Regions from separate parts of the Sus scrofa genome. Here region 2 is linked to region 1. The links are chromatin contacts, called in public targeted proximity ligation maps. All regions are on one chromosome and are shown on one strand. The core of a region is the stretch at or near the end of the contact, and the rest is flanking DNA. Distances in the headings are between cores, read along the strand shown.

The links.
Region 2: a targeted proximity ligation map of alveolar macrophages shows a contact between it and region 1. A contact is called at or near these places in 1 of 5 promoter capture datasets (liver), 16 of 47 Hi-C or Micro-C datasets (alveolar macrophages, embryonic fibroblasts, fetal heart ventricle and 8 more) and 2 of 2 datasets of targeted methods (alveolar macrophages and skeletal muscle).

The regions. Positions count from the first base shown.
Region 1 is chr3:111,326,433-111,329,979 of Sscrofa11.1, reverse strand. It overlaps BABAM2 (BRCA1-A complex subunit BRE), which reads left to right and starts at 1,566. Exons shown (of 12, transcript XM_021088348.1): 1 at 1,566-1,701. RBKS (ribokinase) reads right to left here and starts at 1,204. Exons shown (of 8, transcript NM_001315776.1): 1 at 1,112-1,204. The coding sequence starts at 1,203.
Region 2 is chr3:111,496,155-111,499,701 of Sscrofa11.1, reverse strand. No RefSeq gene overlaps it. Among named protein-coding and RNA genes, the nearest start is that of SUPT7L, 34 kb to the left of the region's middle.

The sequences.
Region 1 (3,547 bases), core at 317-2,816:
CAGGGATTTGGTGACTTATTTTTATTGTCCCAAGGCCTTTTTATTTATTTCCAGGTTCTCAGCTACTCTTCTGAAAAGCAAGGTTGCAGGAAAGATGGACAGGTCATACTGCAGTATGTCTGATCACTTTTCATTTTTTGTAAGAAAAATAGCGTTATATCTGAAAAGGCACTCAGCAAAAAATTAAAGTGAAGCAACATGAATCATAGGATTTCCTTGGGATATAGATGAGAGAGGGAGAGAGCGCAATAAATAAATATTACTTTTACAATCAAAAAAGCCATTTTCATTAAAAAATAAATTGGAAAGATCCAATGTCACTGACCTAGCTCAACGATTTTCCGATTTCCTTCTAGCATATTTTATTTCATCCCTTTTTTTTTTTTTTTTTGGTCCATGCCAGGGCCAGGGATCCAATGCGAGCCACAGCAGTGGCCAAGCCTCTGCAGTGACAACGCTGGATCCTTAACCCGCTACACCACAAGAGAACTCCGATTTTGTTTTTTACTATTATAGATATTGTATTTATGGGTTTTTATTTTGATTCACACTTGGTTTGCCATAAGTAACCTACAGTTACTCTAATACTGAAAAATAAACGGAAAATATGAAATGCAAGAATGCTAACGATCAATAGAGTGAACGGCCTGTTGACCTCTGCTCCACTCATTTTATACACGTTCCACGAATAATACCCAACCTGGATGGTGTTATGGCTCAAAACACTTTAGTTCATTTCACTTTCATAACAGCCCAGTGAGGTGGGGGCACCTTCTGGAAGGTAAAATAACTTGGTTAAAGTCACTGGCTAGCCCGGGGAGAGGTTCAACAGCCTGGTCCGGAAAACAGGAACAGGTCTTTGGAGGCGCTTCTAGTTACACGAGAGCTTTTACTACGCTCTGGCCTTTGTTTCCTCATCTGACAGTTACCTTCACAGACTCAAAACCTGCCTCTTCCCATCGAGGCACAGGGCGGCCTGGGGAAACCTGTAGTTCACACCAAAAGCCAACAGGCTCCATGCCCAAGGCCCCAGTGCCAAGGCAGTAAGAAGAGAGAACACGGTCCGTCCCTCCCGCGAGCAGCGGCTTCTGCAAACTGGCCCCAGACTAACCTGACCAGGTCGGTCATGCAGGAGCCCACCACCACCACTGCCGCCGCCACCTGCTCCTGCCACTGCCTCCCGGGTTCCCCAGACGCGGCCATTGCTCTACGTCGGCGCTCTCCAACCAGGAGGCTGCCCTTTAACCTTTGCCCGACCCGGTAACCAGGGACGCCACTCCTACGCTCCCTAACGACGCGGGCCTTGCAGGACGTCCGTGCGGGTCGCCCACCTGAATGCCCGAAATAACCCCGCCCACCAACTGCCCCCAGTTCTTCCAGGAATTGTCTCCCTGCACAGCTTCCCGCTACAGAGCCCTCCTGATCGGTCCAGACTCCGTGCTGCTTGCCGCGCACGAGGCAGGCGCCGAGGCAGGAACTTTCAGGCACTGCGGGGACGCCTCTCCGAGCGCCTGGCCTGGCGCGGCCGGGGACGCGCACGCCGCCCGGCTCCTGGGCCGCAGAGGGGGCGGGGCGGGACGTCCGGGGGGCGCGCACGCATCCGGCCCGCGGTGCGCGCGCAGGTTGGTGCGTCGGTCGGGGGCGCGCTCGGGTAACCTGTACCCCACGTAGTCGCCGGTTACCGATCGGACTAAGCTCCAGGTACCTGGACTGGGGCTGGTGCGGGGAGGTTGGATCCCGAGTCGCACAGGTGGTGCTAAGGACAGTGGTTTAAATATGCCCAGGGCTCGCCTCCTCTTTCTATAGAGAAGGCCCCTGTTCCAAAGATGCCCTGTTCATTCCCATCATGCTGGCTCCCTAGAGAACGAGCCCCCAAGGCCAGAGGCTGCTCTTTCCATGCCTAGCCCGCCCCTGGTCCCTGATTAAGCTCAGCTCCTTCCTCCTTCCCGCCTGATGAGGGGATCGTACAATTTGGGAGAAGGAAGAGCCTCTGGTCCCTTTTAGATGTCCCCCTTTGGAGCGGGATGTCATTCTTTGGGTTCGAGTCGACTTGTTTTTCTTGAACATTGCCCCTTGGAGAAATTGCTTCCCCCGTGTAACTTCCCTCGTGCGCTGCGTGACGTCGACGTGACGCAGCAGGACGCCACCCCTTTCCGTTCCATGACGTAAGCTGGGCACATGTTTCCGTGTTTGTCATCCCATCTTAATTGCAAGAAACTGACGATGCTTCAGACGTCTTTGTATTCCCCAGGCTGCCCATCAGAGGACCTCATGTGACCCTATTTTGAGGCAGCAGATCCCTATAAAAATTGTATTTCTGCATTTTCCTTCTGTAATACGTCAAAATCAGGAAATAGAAATTGCACAATTAGCATTCAGGGGAGGCTGACCACCGTAAATTTTTGCCTATCTAGGATCTCTTATTGTGCTTCGATGTGTAAAGTTACTACTGGGGGTTGAACCCCCATCCGTGTCCCTTACTCAAAAGGATTGCGCCAAAGAACCATCTTTTTTGGCTGTTTGGTGACCTGTGATTTTGGAATCAGTGGTTTTTTTTTTTTTTTTTCCTTAGAGAAGTCACAACAGCTCCTGCTGAAACATTTTAATGCTGCATGAAATCTTGCACTGTCAAAAGATAGTGTTCTGGCTGTGCTGGAAACAAAGACAAATTCATTCCTTCAGGTGTCATTCTAAGGTCATGCCAGTTGCTGAATTGAATGGGATGTTGTCACCTTAAGTATAGTTTGGTTTCTGGAGCAGGTTTGTTCCCTTTAGTGTTTGCCTGGTGAATCACTAGGCTTCAGCAGTAGACCAACAGTAGTCTAATTTGTTTCTGGTTGTCAAGCAACCATTAGTTTAAATTGGTGACTTTTTTGCTCACATTTTACTAGATGTATGCTTTTTTTTTTTTTTTTTAAAAAAAGCACATTCACTTTGATGCTTTTATTTTTTTGGTGATTGAAGTTATAAATGTTTATTTGAGAGGAAGATGGGTATAGTGGACTTGGAGGGAGATCTGGATTTGAATTCCGATCCTTCTTGCTAGATTTGTGAATCTGTGACTTTGAATAAGTTACTCAATCTTGCCCAGCTTTGGTTTTCTTATCTGTGAAATGGGAATAATACTCTTAACCAGAGAACAGGGTAGTTGTGGGGAAATAAATGAAATTACAGATAGAGGTGGGTAATACAGTGCCCGATACTAAGTCGATTTTCAGAACGTGTTGGGTCTGTTTCCTTTTTTCATAGAAGTGAGAGGTAAAATAGGTATTGTGGGGAAGTACATGGAAGAATAATTCTGTAATGTAGGTAAGGTCCTTTTGCTTTTTCCAAGATGAGTATTTCTGTTTTGCATATGATCTAGATAAGCATCCTTTCAAGAACTGTGACATCAATGGGTAGAAATAAAAGTGGAAATGTTGCAGAATAGGAAAAAAAAAAAGCCTTCAAAATGATAATATAGGCTAGTATGCCCTTCAGAGACAAATTATAAAAGTTATCCATGTCATCTGTAAAATGGGAATTTGAATTCACACCTTAATGGGCC
Region 2 (3,547 bases), core at 727-3,226, 170 kb before region 1:
AGCTTTTCTTGCCACCTAACCCAGGAAAGAACAAACATCTTGTAAATTCATTTGTGTCTTATATCTCTTGAGGAAGCATTTCTGCAGGTTTCATAAGACTTTTAGTGGAAGAGGATTCTGTAACCATCATGCGTAAATGTTTGCAGTTGAGGGTTATAGATCATGAAGCGTAACTTAACTCTCTTGAGGTCTTTGTCTGAAGCCAGACACTGTGACTTTGTTTTGCTCAGCCATTTGAAGTGCATTTTTCTTTTTCTTTTTTTTTTATCATTTTTAAAATTTGATTTTCATTTTGGAGTATAGTCAATTTACAATGTCATGTTAGTTTCAGGTGTACAGCAAAGTGATTCAGTGATGCCTATATCCATTCTTTTCCAGATTCTTTCCCCACAAAGGTTATTATAGAATATTGAGTAGAGTTCCCTGTGCTGTACAGTAGGTCCTTGTTGGTGACCATTTTTTAAGATCACATTACCCCAGGTCAGTCTTAACAGTTTCTCCAGTAGAGGCTTTAGGGTTCATTCCTCTGCATTGCCCCTTGCCCAAACTCCCCTTGCCTCAGGACTCCTCATAGACCTCCCTGCCCCTTGTGTCTGCCTTGTGGAGCTCTCGTCACACATCTGAATTACCCTAAAGTACATCACTGGGCAGAATCCTTTGCTTTGAAATCTCAGAATGTTCTCCATTATCCAAAGCATTAAGTCCAAATTCATTTGCGGCTTTAAAGTCCCTTATCATAGGGTGCCTGTTTTGTTTTGTTTCTTTCTCTCTCTTATGTTAAGGCCGCACCTGCAGCATATGGAGGTTCCCAGGCTAGGGGTCTAATTGGAGCTACAGCTGCCGGCCTACACCACAGCCACAGCAATGCCAGATCCTTAGCCCACTGAGCGAGGCCAGGGATTGAACCCACATCCTCATAGATACTAGTTCGGTTCGTTTCTGCTGAGCCACAGCAGGAACTCCAGGGCTCCTATACTTTCTCATCATCGTAACTCACTCCCATATGCCCTTGTCTTTTCCTTTCTGCACCTGACCAAGTACACCCAATACTCTAGTAATAATAGACTCTTTGACCCAAACACAACTTTTGCTTTTAATTCTTCCAATATTTGCCATCAAGACTTGCTGTACATGGCCTTGAACTTTGGTTTCCTGGGCTCTTAAATAGGGAAAATACCTCAGTATCGCTGTCGAGATTAAATAACTGAGCCATCTCTCAAATTTTAGCCACGCTGGACACAGTTGGCTCCCCCAAATGTAGTTATTATCAGCATCATTGTGATCTTGCTAACGTCTGCTAGGTAAGGTCCTGCTCATTTCTTTAAATGAGTCTCACTGTCTTGAGTCTCATTGTCTTCAGGAAGCTCTTGTTCCCCTGCTTGTTAGTAGGCTCTCTTTCCCCACTAGCCCTACAGCACTTTGATTTCTGGCCCTTGCTCGGATGGTCCCATATCCGTTAATTGTATGTATGCAGTGTGCTTGGGTCATTTATGTTTGCGAGCCTTATGAGCTGGGGACAGGAACCATCTCACTTTGTACGCTACCTGTTCCTCATTGCACCTCCCAGTTCACAAAATAGGTGCTCTGTTAACTGTTGCTTTACAGGGGTGAGGGTTGGAGGGCAAGTTCTAGTCCTGGACCTTTCTACCCTTGGGTTTTGGGGGCGGAGAAGGGACCTTTGAGCTGCTTTCATTTCCAGAATTTGTTCCAGACAAGCTGGACAGTCTAGGCGATAACCGTCTTAACAGGGTTAGTGCAGGCAGAGGCTTGGATTCCTATCCTACTTGGGGCAAAATCAAGCGAAACTACCCCTTCCCGTCAAGAAGCTCTGGATTCCAGCAGATGGTTTTAATTTGGGCTTTAAGTCCTCTGCTGGCTCTGGAAAATCTTGATCGTGAGGCTTGGCTCTGGTTTCCTCTGGCTGTCACGCACACCGCTTCAAAAGTCAGTGCAACTGTGGCAAGAAGTGACCACAAGAGGGCAGTAAAGACCCATCACTATGCAGCAATTTGCAGGTGGGGCTCAAAGCCAGTAGACGAGCGTTTCAAAGCAAAGCAAGAGTAACAATCAGATCCTGAACTCTCTCAAAATCAGGATTCTGAAAGGGTTTGGGGCAGCAAGCTGGGTCAGGTCACCAGTGTCTTCTCAGCCTGTTTCTGGTGCTTAGTTCCACCTGGAGAAAGTCTTTCTCTAGTTATAATGCAAATATTTTATGGAGGAGTTTAGGCATTGCCTATCTATTACTTACACACTGTCTTACAGAGAATTTTTCACACTTGTCTCCCCCCCCCGCGCTGTCTTTATTGAGGAACAATTGACAAAAATTGTATCTAATTTGATTGATATTTTGATATATCACTCATTTCCAAACTCTGAATTTTTATTTATCAGACTTAAAAGGTAAAAAGAGGAGACACTATCACCTCTGTTTAAGGAAACTGAGGCTCAGAAACCGGAAGAGACTTGCTCAAAGGCATGCCAAGTTCATGGTGGAACCACGATTCCAGATCCTCTGCTTATTCCTTCTAGTTTTCAGTAGTTTATGTTTGTAAGCTTTGCGAGTTTCTGGAGCAAAGACTACATCTGGTTCCTCTTTTTGTCTTGGAATGGTGCTCCCTTAATCTTGAGGGCTCTGAGTGGGTGTGCTGTATAAGGTTCTGCCCTTTAGGAGTTGGATTCCATGATCTCTCTCTTATCCCTCCTGATTCAGTAATTCTGTGATTTGGAGGCACAGCCCTAACAATGACAGTGGCAGCCCTGAGTGATCCTACTGGCAGAGCATTTCAACAAGGGCAGCCACTTGGCTACCAGCCTATAAAGATCTATCGTTAGCAATGCCGCGAGGGCGGGGGACATTTGGGCAGTTTCTCAAATTGCGCAGCCTTATGGGAATTGCCTTTAGGGGAGGAGAATGAAAAAATATCTAATTTTAGCAGTTACGTATAGGAATATATACTTACGTACACACATGTATATGTATGGTGTAGAATGTGGTGAAAAAAATTTTTTTTTTTTTTTTTTTGCCACACTTTTGGCATGTGGAAGTTCCGCTTCAGAGCCAGGGATCAAACCTGCGCCACAGCTATACCAGAGCCGCAGCAGTGACAATGCCAGATCCTTAACCCACTGAGCACCAGGGAGCTCCTTTCTTTTTTCTTTTTCTTTTTTTTTTTTTCCCCCCTGAGGTCAATTTTTAAAGTGAGTTTATTTGAAGAAGAACATGAAGCCAATAATGCACGGTGGCCTGCAACACGGTACCAAGTGTAAAGGAGGTGTACCAATGAGTGAAGTTGAAGGAACTGTGGTGAGGTGGGAAGGTGTTGTAACTAGAGTCACAAAACTAATCTGAAGTCTGGCTCTGTCACCCAAGCCATGTAACCCTGATTAAGTTGCTGACTATACACAAGTCTCAGTTTTCGCATCTGTAAAGTCAGAAAAGAATTCTTGCCCCCCTTAACACATGTGAGAATACATGAAAGCACACGGAAGCCTGGAGGACTGTGCAGGTGTCCACTGGAGCTAATACTCCCATTCCCACTTCCACCAG